Linked DNA regions of Bombyx mori: region 2 is linked to region 1. The links are chromatin contacts, called in public Hi-C maps. All regions are on one chromosome and are shown on one strand. Each heading gives the region's core, a stretch centred on a gene start, on an enhancer-like site or on the middle of the called end of the contact. The rest is flanking DNA. Distances are from core to core; before and after follow the strand shown. Region 1 overlaps LOC101737818 (ribosome biogenesis protein BOP1 homolog). Region 2 holds the start of CPG25 (cuticular protein glycine-rich 25).

Region 1 (7,605 bases), core at 1,574-4,073:
GTATAATCATATCAGGAAGTTAGTTATGTATACATATTTGTATCATAACAGTACACGGACAAATAAAGTACTTTTACGGTTTAATTTCACATTTTTATTGACATCTTATTAATAATTTCATAATTATAATAATCATTGATTAACAATTCCGACTTCCGATGGTGTAGTTTTCGTGGTCACGTACCGTCATCCGTGTTTTAATGATGTCCACAGCTCGGGCACAAATTGTTTTAGATGAGCTAACTCACTGCCCACCTGTTTATAAGTGCTTATCAGATTCCAGACGCCATATATCAATATCAATACCACCAAACACGCGGGATTCTAAATATCATAACTTATTTCTACATTGCCTATTTTCGTGAACTAGCTTACGGTTGGTAATCTGTTGGCGATACTGTCACATCGGTAATGACATTGACATTGGTTGCATTGTAATAATGACTTCTTTAGTGACGCAATGTGATCAATAGTTTAAAACCTAAAGCCAGTATGGACAATATGGCAGTGGTTATGAAACTATCAACATTAATAAGATCAGCTGCAAACAAGATCCGAACATTCAGAGACCCGTGGTTTATGTTTCAGTCAGAATATAGAGTGATAAGATAGTTTCTTAAGTAGGTTACAAGCAACCGAGGGAGGAACAGGCTCTTTTGTAGATATGTTTAATTTTGTTAAAACATGATTAATTTTCTCATTCGACTTGAATTTAAGTGCTGAAGTGTTTTCACTTAAAGAAATCAAAGTCATATATTGCAGCACATTTAAAAAAAGGCAATATCCATCTTAGGAATCCTCCCTATTCTATATTCAATCAAAACATAAATTACATATTTACAGAATAATATTTTACAATCATAAACAATCTTGACTATGCACTTGTGCACGTTTTAAAGTAACTCAAATTAAACATGAGATCAAAGATTTCAAACTATTATAAGAAATTTATATACTTATAAGAACTTTATATAAAATGCATTATTCTAAATACAGACATTTAATAGTCATTGAAAGGACTGACGACTTAGTGCGCACGGCGGGAAGTCGTTGGATGCGGAAGGCGGAGGACCGCATTATGTGGAAGGCATTGGGGAAGGCCTATGTCCAGCAGTGGGCAGATAAAGGCTGATGATGATGATGATGATGATGAAAGGATATTGAAGATCAGTGTCTGATAAGACATGAAAGTCAGCCCAATAAGACAGGTTGTATGCTAGGTAGGTTCTATCACTATGATTTTATAATGTACACACTAATCTTAATGCAATTCAATATTGATGAGGTATATTACTTAAGGCTCTTTTATTATTATTTGATAAATATATAATGAAGTTGTCAAGCATCTTTGACTTTTTTTATTTTTTCTTTTACATCTCCATTATAATACAGCTTCAGAATACATGCCACTTTTTTTATTAATCTGTTATGATTCAATCTGATTTCTTCGTACTTTTATTGTTGTAGATGAAAAACTGAACTCATGGCTCTACCTTGAGCCACATAAGTTGGATGGGAACATTCCTGCAGGTCTGAGTCTACCACAACTTGAACTTAGAATCGCTACATTCTTGACTGTATTATTTCCTAACTGAACTACCATACAAACAATACTGGCCAAAATAAAATTTCCTACATTATTCGAGCCTGATGAATAATTTACATAAAAGAGCTGTGAAAAACAGGTGTACTAAAAAACTAAAAAAACACTTAAAGCTACTGCTGGGTACAAAGTCCCTGGTTATATTTTCTTCTTCCCTCCCTGCAACATTATGTATCTGAGACCAGCTTTTTATACTGAATTATATTAAAAATTCTAAGTGGCAGTTTCTAGTTTCCACCTCTAGGTTTCTTTATTGAAGCTTTTTTTTGTTGCTTTGGTGTGTGAATGAGCTCACAGCTCACCTGTTGTTAAGTGGTCACTCAAGCCCATAGACATCTACAAGGTAAATGCACCACCCACCTTGAGATATAAGTGCTAAGTTTCAGTATAGTTACAATGGCTGCCCAACCCTTCAAGCCGAAATGCATTACTGCTTCATGGCAGAAACAAAAGGAGGTGGTGGTTACCCATGCTGACTCACAGGACATCTACCACCAGTATATAAAATAATTATACAAAATAATTTACAATTAGATTTTCACCTAAGGTGTAGTTTTTCCCATATTATGTAGCTGACAGTATCAAGATAATTGTTATCACCTAGTAAATATGCTCCTTGTGATCTCATGCGGCCTCAAGGCCAAATATGTGGCTAAACTAGACTACTCTATTTAAAAAAATGTTACAAGGTTAGTTTTTTATTTACTTATCCCAAATATCGATACGCGAGGGGTTCATATAGTGAATTGTGCAAATTGTAGCTATGAGATTAAAACAATTTACAGATTTCACGGTAAACAAATAAAGAACGAAAAATATCTAATTTTTTCACAATTATTCAACTACTAAATATCATTTTTAATTATAAAGCCTGTGTGAAAAGCTTTGTAACGCTTACTTCGGTGTAAGCCCAAAACCCAATTTGGATATTGCAACAAAGGACTCACTACTAAACGCAGGCAGTTTTCTAGTAGAGCCGAGTCTCTTCATCGGAGTGCGCGGCTCCAGATCGCGCTCATCCAGCGCCGGCGCCTCCGTCGTCGTCGGCGTCGTTGCTCCTGACATCACGCCCAACAATCACTACTATATCGACTTACAACCACTTTATCCGAACATTACACTACAGTTCCACTATAAATTGAACTAGTCCAGACAACACAAAGCAACCCTCCAAACTGTCGAAAAAAAAGTTCGACAACGTCCGTCGGCGGACGCAGATGATACAAAAATAACGTTCGTTCAAACTTCAAATCAAATCAAACTTCAATTTCCTGGCTAAAACTCACGTCTTATCATCTAATATAAATTACAATTTATAGATTACGTTATATTATGTTCGGTTATTTAAGTTAACTTTTCACAAAAAAAATCACGTTTTGTCGACATGTGAGTACTTTAAAATATTTCCTTTGTAAAATTGTAAACACTGTATACCAAACAGAAGCCGGCTAAATCTACCAACCAACAGCAAATTCTGCTGAATATCGCCATCTCTTTCAGGCTGCTTCGGCTCATTCTCGAATTTCTTGATTGCCATCAATAATGTCTTCTGTCATTTTTCGTTTTGTTGTTGGACAGGCAAAAGAAGCAAAGCCTATACAGCAAGCTTTTGTAATGTTTGACCGAAGCGAAGTCTTTTAGGTAAAAAATAAAATTAAACTAAAATTGAACTAAACTCTCATTTTATTTAAAATTAGCTGACTCGGCAGACTTTATTTTATTTTATTTTATTGCTTGTATGGGTGGACGAGCTCACAGCCCACTTGGTGTTCAGTGGTTACTGGAGCCCATAGACATTTACAACATAAATTTGCCACCCGTCTTGAGATATATTATATCTCAAGACGGGTGGCAAATACTTATTAAGTAGTAAGGTATCAGTATAGTTACAACGGCTGCCCCACCCTTCAAGAAGAAACGCATTACTACTTCAGGGCAGAAATAGGCGAGGTGGTGGTACCTACCCGTGCGGACTCACATGAAGTCCTACCACCAGTAATTACGCAAATTATAAATTTGAGGGTTTGATTTTTATTACACGATGTTATTCCTTCACCGTGGAAGTCAATCGTGAACATTTGATGGCCCTTAGGCCACGACGACTTCAAACAAGCGAATGGTCCATCACAACAAACATTAAAATTTGTTATGTCATCACCTTATCCTCTTTTGATCTACGAACATCGACGCCATCGATCCTGCAATAACTTTTTGAGATGGGAGGCTATAGACATCTTGGTACGGACAATTATTGCCAAAGATGTTCATTCTACTCCATTCTAGTTGGTCACACTCACATAATAGTTAACATCATTTTTCATTCATAGCAAAGTTTTCATCACTCAAATGCAAAATCGGTAGCTTGCGCTGTCATGGTACCATTCAATCATCTTACGTAGGCGCTATAGATTCCCGTTATACATTTCTATTATACTATATATATATACTATATACAGTTTTAGTTTTAACAAATAAAATTAAAATTGAAATATTTAATTGAAATTATATTATTCTTCACTGTATATTGTTCGTCTTGCTTTGTAATACTGGTAAGTCATAAGTGCACCTTTCAAATTGGTGAAGACCACTTGTAATATTGGACCATATTATTATTGAACATGTTGAACACCATGGAGTTAATAAGTACCTACAACTAGTAACTCTATGTTGAACACACAGTGAATTGTCAGTTTGACGTCCTATCAATTCGGTTCAAAATTCGGTGACCATTCGTACTGTTTTTGACAGGACAGTACTGTTTTTAAGACGTTGTCGTTTTTTTCATTTATTTTGTTTTTCAATGAAAAAAATTATACTAAAACAAAATATTTGTATATAAAAGAAATGTGTACATTAATTTTAGACGAGCCTTTAGTAGAACAAACACAACCTGTTTTACCGATATAGTAGACTAGTGTAAACATCGATCGCTAAACGTCATGTAAAAAAATAAACCAAACTAACCTATATATACCTACTTTAATAGCTTTTTAGTAAAAATTAAGACTTGACTTAAAGGTCTTAGTTACCACGTCATAAAATCCCTTAAGAAAATAACTTATTAAATTTATTAATGTACTTTTTAGCGGGAACGCGAAAAGTGAAGTTGTGCGATTTGTTTTATTTTGTCTATTTAGCGTTTCTTCGGGTTTAAATGTGTAATAATGGTGGTTTATTAACTATTTAATATCTGTAAAGTGCACAAATATTGGAAAATGAAACAAAGCCGCTGAACGTAACTTCTCGGGACGTTATGTTTATGAGTGTACGACTTTTTTATTCAAATCGATTTTCTATGGGTCTTTTGGAGGCAACGCAACGAACAAATTTATTCGAACTAATTTATATTGTTCATTTAATGATCGTTTCTACAATAGTAATAATAAAACTTCGCGAGAAGAATCGGTTGTATAAAAGATTCGAAGGCGCTTCATAGAAGAATAGTTTCACGAAAGGATAGTAAGAAAAGTGTCCCTGTTGAAACGATGACATAGACAGTCCAGGCTTGTAATTGCAAGAAGGTATGAAAACTGGACAGCTAAACTGTGGAGAAATGTACTTTATTCGGACGAGACAATACTGGTGTAGTGCAGTAATTAAAGACCGTGAATGTGCTTCTAACTATTAATTTTAGTTAAAAATGTATTTTCCTTTACACACTTCACATTTTTTTGATATTGCTTAGATGGTTGGACGAGCTCATGGCCCACCTGGTGTGAAGAGGTTACAGAAGCCCATAGACATCAACAACGTAAATTCCGCCACCCACTTTGAGGCATCAGTTCTAAAGTCTTAGTTATAAAAGTACAATGGCTGCACCACCCTTCAAACCAAAACGCATTACTGCTTCACGGCAGAAATAGGCAGGGCGGTGCTACTGTTGATACATACCTACCCGTGCAGACTCACAAGACATCCTACCACCAATAATACTGAAATTATATAATTTAGGCTTCATATAAAATCACTAGTGCAATTTCAATTTTTTCTTATATATTTATTCAGCTTCATTACAAACTGATTAAATTCATTACAAACTGATTAAATTTATTGCTATACCTATGTGGGAATATATACATATGTATGTTATATATGGCTGTTTCATAACATAACTGGTTACATATGAGAAGGAACACTTGCATAAATACACATATCAATATGATTTAGATAAAAAAAAAACTGTTATTTTAAATCATTCTTAATTATATCACCAGAACTATATATAAAGGTAATAATTGACTTTTAAGAAAGCCAACAACTAGGTACCGATGGTCTTTGCCTCGGGCAAGGTTCGAAGGTGCCCCCACAATGTGGGTTTTCCTTAAAATATTCTGCCCCCAGTCCAAAAAGGCCCACAAACATGATGTAAAAGTTGCAGTTCACTTTGAGATATGAGATAAATGTAAACCAATGTATTAGGGTTTTACAGTAACAATAGGTAGGATGATTGATAATATGTATGTCTATGTGGCAGTTTGTTGCACTCAGTGGTGGTCACGGGACGTGCGCGCGCCCACCGCCGCAGTGTAAGAAAAGGGACATTCCATCAAAATAATAGTGCTATTTATATTGTGTGCTAAAGTTTTTCTTATTGGGTTTCAAGAGTAGAGTCTGATAGTAGAATCTGCACCGGCGGCGAGCAGCCAGGGCTGCGTGGGGTGGAAGCGCAGGTCCAGCACGCACAGCTCGTCCTTGACTTCTGGGCCGCGGATTTGTTTGAGCGGGACTATCAGCGGGTTCTGCAGGAGATCGCTGCAGACAACATCACACTCATTAGGTACGGGAAGGAGTTTACGCGTTCCGGCGGCAGTCGGGCGACACGTACTTGTAGACCATCCCGTGCGACACCACCACGTGCGCGTCGTCGCCGCCCGTCGCGAACAGCGGGTAGCGCCGGTGGAAGGCCAGCGCGCGCACCGCCCCGCCGTGCAGCCGCAGCGTCTGGTAGGGCCGCGGGGACAGCTCCAGGTCGAACCTGCAAGAGAGCGCCGCACCGTCACCCCGCTGCAGCACGCGACCGCGCACTCAGGACCAGTACGCACCACATGCACTTCCGGTCGTAAGAAGCCACGAGCATGTTGTCTCCGGCGGGATGGAAGGCGAAGTCGCTAATCCACTGCGCGCCCGGCCGCAGCTTGCGCACCAGCTCCTGCTTGAGCAGGTCGTAGAGGCGCACGGCGCGCTGCGTGGCCACGGCGAGCAGCGGGCGCGCGGGGTGGAAGTGCGCCGCCTGCACCTGCCCCGCCAGGCGCGCCAGCGGCAGCTGCGAGCGGCGCCGCGACACCTGGTGCACGCACACCGCGCGCCCGCCCTCCGCGCGCACGCTCGCCGCCACGTAGTCGCCGCGCCCGTGCCACGACACCTGCGCACGCACTCTTTACAACGGACGTCTTTATTGACGAGAAGGGAAGCACCCGGGTGGGTTTTTTTAAAGTCAGAATCTAAAGATCGAGAAGAGATTTAATTTAAATGCGATCTATAAAATGTCTAATTGAACTTACGTGCACGATGGGCTTAAAGTGCGTGATCGCAATGCGTATCCCTTTGGCCCAGTCCTCCGGAGTGACCCGCTCCCACTTCACCGCAGACGCTGTGCGCTCGTCCGCTGCGCGTTATGACATTTTAGCACACTCAGTACATTAGTCGACTCTTACAAGACTTGGGGGACTAGAAAGCTTATTTTTTAGCTTAGAGCATTTATTTGAGATATACTGATTTAAAGCGGATAAAAACTTGTTTGATAGCGAAAAAAAAAAGTGAGTCATCGCATCCAAATGAAGTATGAGTTGTTGAGTGAGTGCTCACGCTGCACGTCGTGCTGCGGGGGCGGCTCGTCGAGCAGCAGGTCGGTGCGCGCGGCGCGGCGGTGGTGGCCGATGCGCGTGCCCGGGTTGAGCAGCAGCAGGCGGCTCCCGGCGGCGGCCGCCACCAGCCACAGCGCGGGCGCGGGGCTCCACAGCACGCGGCTCACGGGCTCGCCTAGCTCTATTGTGCGGAGACAG
Region 2 (7,605 bases), core at 3,689-6,188, 40 kb after region 1:
TGTATTAACCTGTTTCTGCAATAGATGTACTGGAGGGTCCTGGTCCAGGGATGAGAGTAGTACTCCACGCATTGCCGAACCTGTGCTTTGCTTTCTTTCTTTCGCTCTCTTGAGAACTCCCAACATTTTAAAAGTCAAAAGTCAACATTTTTACTGGTGGTAGGACCTCTTGTGAGTCCGCGCGGGTAGGTACCACCACCCTGCCTATTTCTGCCGTGAAGCAGTAATGCGTTTCGGTTTGAGTCGGCGCATTTACGTTGTAGATGTCTATGGGCTCCAGTAACCACTTAACACCAGGTGGTCTGTAACCTCGTCCACCCAGCTAAGCAAAAAAAAAGTCAAGTTGGTTTTCCTTCCAAATGACTTCGAAACTGAGCACGGCTCGAGAGAACGCGCCGGGTGTGGCGGTTTCTAATTAACGGAGCCACTCGGCGACTCCCATACACTGAACCAGGGGGTTCGAGCCCGCCCGGAACAGAACCGGGAGAAGTATGTAGTTGAAAAGTGACGTTAGCAGTGATGCATTATTAGGTGTTAGCGTTAATGAACTGAATCGAAGTTTCTACAATAGCATATTACGTACAATTGAATATATTAATATAAGTAGCGTGCAGTTCCGAGCGTTATGTTTGTTATCAATCAAATGTTGAGCACGTTGAGTGCACATCCGTTTTTTCGTCGTAGATGGGTGGACGACGGACGTGCTTCCTATTCACAGGCGGGTACTCTTGAGGAGAGTAGTCGTGGTCTATGATGATAATCAGTTTCGTTTCGTACTACAGTCAAACCTGGGTAAGTGAGAACTGGATAAGCGAGAAAACTCTATAAGTGAGAGTAATAGCCAGGACCCGTCATTTTAAGCTCCCAAAACCTCTATTAGCGAGAAACAGAAACCTCTGTAAGAGAGAGTCGTTTTTCCCTCACGGACCTCCGTAAGTGCGACTACTACTTATCTATACATCTATAAGCGACAGTCGAGCTTTATTTATTTATATTATTTAGGAGGAACAAATGACAAAACAAATTACAAATTTAACATCTGCTATTTTATGACTCATTCTTAACTTTCGTGGAACTTCCTATCATTGTTTTTGTAAAGTTTTCTCATCAATATTGAACCTATTCTATTTCGTGGAACTAAATAACGTTGTAATTTTATCGCATTCTTTTCGAATGGACACGTGTGCCTGTGTACCGTCCTGTTTGTCGGACTTACTCAGTTTATCGTTAATGAATTGCGAAGGAAAGTTCTGTTCTGCATCATGTTAAAACGGAAAATTAAAGTACTGTCATTAAGTGATGAACTTAAAATAGTGAATGCGTTTGAATCCGGAAAATCGCGAAATGAAATTCAGAGGGTGCATCAGCGAGAAACTTGGGTTAGTGAGAAACCTCTATAAGCGAGAATGAGATTGTGCTCCCTTGAACTCTCGCTTATCCAGGTTTGACTGATCCTACACCGGTTATGTCCCTTTGACGCGTATGTCCGGGGCTTTATTTGGTCAGTTCAGCGCATGGAAAATTATCTAGGAGATCGACAGCCATTGACTCGGCCCTAGATGACAAACCTATTTAAGAAATTCTCTCCACGTCCTGTGACTGCAGACGCACTAGATGCACCACTAATTATTCAGCAGGTCCGGAGCCATGGACACGACAATAGCCACCTGGAGACGGGAGCTCGAAGTTTCATTAGACAGACGACTATCCGGCATCACCCTTGAGGGAATATTATTAAACAATTTAATCCTCTTCCGCTTGTAGAAGTTACCAGCTGGTTGTACTAGTGGTAGGACCTCTTGTGAGTCCGCACGGTAGGTACCACCACCCTGCCTATTTCAGCCGTGAAGGAGTAATGCGTTTCTTCTTGAAGGGTGGGGCAGCCGTTGTAACTATACTGAAACCTTAGAACTCATATCTAAAGGTGGGCGGCGGCACTTATGTTGTAGATGTCTATGGACTCCAGTATCCACTTAACACCAGGTGGGCTGTGAGCTCGTCCGCACAACTAAGCAATAAATAAAAAAAAGGTATCCGCTATTTCGGCGCAAAGACTGCTTCTTCGATGTCTCAAAAGAGTGGTCCCAGTACCGACCCCCGTGGGACCCTGCACGACACCGCTTTCCGCCCCCCCTCTCCTCTCGGGGAAGACCACATCCGCCTTGAGAGGTAGTCCTCTATCAGGGTGCGGAGACTAGTGGGGACGCGGTGAAATCGTAATGACTCCACGATCGTGCTCCAGGGGATCGTGTTGAAGGCGTTGGCTATATCAATCGACACAGCCAACAACACGCCCCCCTCGGAGCACGCACGCGCAAGACCGCGTCCATGGTGGAGCGAACCCTCCGGAAACCGTATTGGTTAGGAGCCAGGTCAGGCCCAACGCCTTCGAGGTGTTGGACGAGGCGACTGGCAACATGCGCTCGAGGAGCTTATCAGCCTCGTCCAGCACGACGATTGGGCGGTACCGCTTGGCTCGTCACGTGGCTGGCCTTCCTTAGGAGCTAACACGAACCCTAGCAAGAGCAGTGCTTCGCAGAATCTACCACCAGATCGGAAACGCGACCCACTTAACCAAGAACATACTTTATTATTTTTTCAATTTTACAAATTCCAAAACATTACTTTAAGTTTAAAATATTCAATAGTTATTCAATATTGATTTGAAGTATATTCTTGGTCCATTATATTACGGTAAGCTATTTTACATATTTCTTCGAATAATATGGGCTAAGATTTGTTTATAAAATACATTTGGAAACGTGTTATGACGTTAATAAATAAACATTAGTAAGAGTCACGGTAACACGCCGAGGTTGTGAAAGACAGCTCGTCGGCGGAGCGGTTTCCTGCGAACTTGTACTAAATCCATGCATCTCCTTCATTTATTGTTGCAACTTTAACATTTCGCTGTCACTTTATTAAACTTGCATTTCTATTTTTGCATCGGAGTTCTCGAATATATTAAGTGTATAATCTATGATTGGAGTTGCATGATTTAAGGTTGTTGCGACTTTTTTCAAATTAATTTGGATTTTTGAGAATATCTAATTCTACGGAGGCTAATATGATGATGCAATAGTATGATATACACTAATTTCTAAATACATATTATGTATATCAATATTTTTTCCTAGCAGGATACATCATTTATTTTGAATATGTCATTATAACTTATATGCGATGGATTGCGTGAAAGACGATATGTGTAAGAGGGGAGTGAACGAAGAAATGGTATATGATAGAGGAGTATGGAAGAAGAAAACATGTTGCGCCGATCCCAGGTGACTAGGAGAAGGGCAGGAGAATGATGATGATGTAATTATAATTTATTTTATTATCTGAGAAATTTTATGATATAATTTCATGACGATTTCAACAGCCTTCCTATAAACGCATTAGTGGAGATGAATACATTATGTATGAAGACATTTAACCTTGTTTTCCGAATTTTGAATACGTCGTTGGCCTCCAAGAGCTCTGTTACCAAATTTTCATAAAAATTTAATTATGAATGAAAGCTTTGATGAGTGTTCTATAAAATATTGTTTATCTATTCAGATTAAATTCTTGAGTTAGTTGATAGTTCACACGCCATAATGTTCTTAGTTACAAACGAACGGGGAAGGGGGTATGTAATGTTCAGCAATTTAAAAAATTGTATTGTAAACCTCTAAACCTTTGAATGAGAATGAGGGTCTCAGTTAGTTAAAACGTAAATGTATTTTGTATCTTATTTTGTTAAATCTTTCTTTCTGAGTAGGTACATACTTGAGACCGCGCAATTGAACCTTTTCGAATTATTCACAGGGAGATGATCATTTTAATTGAAGATTACAGGGAATAAAATAGTAATTTCAATAATTAGTTTGGTATTTATTAAATACTTATAAATTTACACTACAAAACCAATTTTCAGGGAATTTTGAGATATTTTCGTTTTTCACCTTTGGTGTTCGTATACCAATGAAGTTTACATACTTGTATCCAAATTGTACCTACTGTTTTTATTTATTTAAACACTTGAATTTGTTTTATACCTAAGTATCAAACAAACTAAACGAGTATTTTCAATCTGAGACTGTTCCGTCTGTTATTTCAAACTACCTTCAACAACTTGTAAATCTTAAAATAAATATTGTTTGAAAATAAAACCATCAAGTAAAAGTTTAACAGTGTATTTCAATAGTTAAATAAACAAAACAAAACAAAAACAATGTGTACGTCATGTACTTGAATATATTAATATTTCTATAGATTTGGTTAAAGCATCACGCGCTGAGATCACCAGAGGGCGGGCGCGTACGCCAGGGGGTGAGCGACCGGCACGGGGTGGGGCACTGGGATGGGCTGCGGGACAGCTACTACCTTCTTCACGACCACCTACAATAGTAAGCAAGATAATTCACGAAATATTTAATATTATTCAATCAAAATAATCGAGTGTCAACTGACCTTTGGTACTTCAACTTTCTTAACGACCACGGTGGGGGCTGCGACCACAGGAGCGTGGAGGAGGGGGGCGCCGGGGATCAGACCTCCGTAGCCGTACCCGGCTCCGTACCCGTAGCCGAGACCGCCGTACCCGAGTCCGCCGTAGCCGAGTCCGCCATAACCGAGTCCGCCATAACCGAGTCCGCTATAGCCGAGTCCGTGACCGTAGAGTCCTGCGCCGTAGAGTCCGGGGTACCCGAGTCCATAGCCGAGGCCGAGTCCGGTGCCTAGTCCGCCGTATCCACGTTTCTCCCTCTTGTTTTCACTCTCAGAGGGAGCAGGGTCGGCCAGGACGGCGGCGGCGAGGAGGACTACGCACAACTAGAAAGACCAATCGTCGATTAATAAATGAGATCAAAGCACGGCGGAAGTTTAAGTAATTTTCGAATACTTACGAAGGTTTTCATTTTGAATGTTGAATGGTAGTTGGTGAGATGACTCGAAGGTACTGATGCTCCTCGCAGTCCGCAGATGGGGTTTTATAGGCGGCTCGCCGGCCGGGGCCACGGAATTTTGCAAAGCCTTCTTGATCGCCTGGTTGCGTAAAGTATAACATTATTAATTATTTATATGTTTCTATCGAGATGCGACATCGGTTTTTTGAATAATCTTATAATGATTTTATGCAATGCCACGTTAGTAGTATATTTTTAGGGGGCAACAGTAGCAAGCTTACTTTTATTTGTACTGGTTCTGGTCTCATATTGCCTGCTCTCGTGCCAATTTCTGCCACGAAGCAGCCACGAGCTACACTCAACTGCAAAAATAAAACAAGTTCTTGCGTGTCTGACCATTAAATGTATTGTAACAATTTAATAGAAACACACATAGGCACAATAAGTATACGTAGTTGTTGAACTGTTTTTGGTATCACGTTGAATTGACGCACGTGGCCCTTAATAGAGCCATTTTTCGAGTCGCCGGCAATGCAAGTATGACCGCTTTTACTAATGTCGACGCCATTTGTTTGCGGATGTCATAAAAAATTCCAGGGTTGTAAATAGCCTGTCTGATGTGACAGTCCTGCAGAAGGACATCGACCGTCTCGATCCTAGCTTACTGCACTGCTTACGTAGCAGTATGATCCTTAGTGCGGCCAAATGATATTCATTTCATTTCTGGAAAATGACCAGAAGCGCTTTCTCTTGTAATGATGCTAGAACTATTCAGAGTTACCCGGCGAGGATGAAGTATTTTCACATGGGCTTTCTTTCGGATTCTTTCTCATTTCGCTTCATTTCGAAGATGCACGCTCGATCCATTGTTCCTGTGGAAACTTGCTAATAGAGAATATGGTGTCCCCGAATTTCTTCTGAATTTCGGCCCATTGAGTTTCTCGCCGGATCTTCTCAGTAGGTTCGCTTTTCCGATACGGTGGCAGATTCTGCGAAGCACTGCTCTTGCTAGGGTCAGTGTTAGTAACGTCCACAGGTTAGAGCCTCGTGAGATCACCTACTCGCCCGGTGAATCTAGTATGACCCCTCGAGGTATAGGTAGGAAAAAAAAATCAATGTGCAGTTGACGACATCAACTAAGGGCTCCGAGCTTGAGGAAGTTCAAGGGTCATACATCCAACCTCGGAGGAATGTACTTCTTAATAGACTAGTTGAGAGAGCTAAATAATTTGCACAGCAAGTATTCTCGGGACCGTTTTTCAGGCCCTGTTGATTATTTTGGACGAGATGTCTAAATCCTTGACCTTATTTAATCTTATTTTTTACTGCCTATTTCTGCCGTGAAGCAGTAATTCGTTTCGGTTTGAAGGGTGGGGCAGCCGTTGTAACTATACTTGAGACCTTAGAACTTATATCTCAAGGTGGGTGGCGCATTTACGTTGTAGATGTCTATGGGCTCCAGTAACCACTTAACACCAGGTGGGCTGTGAGATCGTCCACCCATCTAAGCAATGAGAAAAAAGAATATTTTTTTATAAAATATTTGTAATAATGCCATTTTTTTATAGAATGTAACAACGGGCTTCTTTCACGAGGGCGTAATTGTGTTCGCACTTGGTGTGGGTTTAGTGCATGTGCTACTTGTCATGTATTATGTTATAATTAAAACAATTTCTACGGATTAAATGTGTGTGGATGTGTAAGGTGTTGGTACCCAATAAATAAATAGTGTTCACAGATCACTAAGGTGAACTCTTCAATACTACACGGACGTATACTGAACTTTCTGATTGAGAAGCTTACGTTACAATTTATGGGACAGATATCATTGTCCTGCTTATGGATTCAATTCCTTAATGAAAATTTCTATATAAAAACTACTTGTAATTGTCAATGTGCTTAGTGTAGCTTCTCTGTACCTCGTGCCGTAACGCTGACAGCAGTATTCCTACCCTTGTTCTTAACGGCTTTAGTTACCAAAACCTCTACAAGATATAAATATGACTTGTGTACTTGGGATTGTTCACGATGAGCAGTATGAGAGCAATACTAAGATTAGAATTTCTTGAGGTTTTCGAGTATAAATCCATAATTATATAAGTTCATTATTTTCCGTATAAGACCAGCTCACGCTTGAATGAGTCCATAGACTTCACCACCGCACGTGAGTGTCGCCCCATCCTCGCGAGACATTCTCAATTTTCTTTTAATATATTTTCATCAATCATCATTAATATTAAATTGATTATCAGTTGCGTTAAGCCGGCTAGTGTGTCGTGCCGCTGATAGAATGTCATCCTGATCGTGGTCGAGCGGACCATTCAGCTTTGAAGTGGCGTTGAGTTTACCATTAATACATTTGATTTAAGCTTATAGATTAAGATTACCGGCAGCGGCAGAATAACAGCGATAGTTTCAGCTATCAAAAAGCTGAGCCGCGGCCTTTTTATCTCCTCTGTTAGTATAATATATTGTAATATTGTTTAGAATTAGAATTTTTATGTCATATTAATTGAAAAGTTCTTTGTATTTGTATTATGGAGTAAATAAATGCAATTATTATTATTTGTTCTTTGCTCTATGAATGAATGATTAATTATTATAAAAACATTACTGTATCAACTTGGAATAGTAACATTTTATACTAAATTTGGTGTTGCCCCAATCGCACTCTCTCGGCGAACGGCCATTAAATTATTATGTGGCGAGTGTAACG

The links. A called contact is a pair of places that touch in the nucleus more often than the background predicts.
Region 2: a Hi-C map of whole pupa shows a contact between it and region 1, with 4 times the contacts expected there. The contact joins the promoter of CPG25 here to the enhancer-like site in region 1. A contact is called at or near these places in 2 of 7 Hi-C or Micro-C datasets (posterior silk gland and whole pupa).

The regions. Positions count from the first base shown.
Region 1 is chr18:466,303-473,907 of ASM3026992v2, forward strand. It overlaps LOC101737818 (ribosome biogenesis protein BOP1 homolog), which reads right to left. Exons shown (of 15, transcript XM_038017163.2): 11 at 7,409-7,605; 12 at 7,105-7,208; 13 at 6,646-6,965; 14 at 6,429-6,578; 15 at 5,580-6,355. The coding sequence ends at 6,202. Among protein-coding and RNA genes, the nearest start is that of LOC134200536, 6.1 kb to the right of the region's middle. Within about 2 kb of position 2,824, at least 8 of the 8 cell types and tissues checked have open chromatin away from gene starts, as enhancers often do.
Region 2 is chr18:503,836-511,440 of ASM3026992v2, forward strand. CPG25 (cuticular protein glycine-rich 25) reads right to left here and starts at 4,939. Exons shown (of 3, transcript NM_001173310.1): 1 at 4,890-4,939; 2 at 4,456-4,815; 3 at 4,163-4,371. The coding sequence starts at 4,901. The coding sequence ends at 4,285.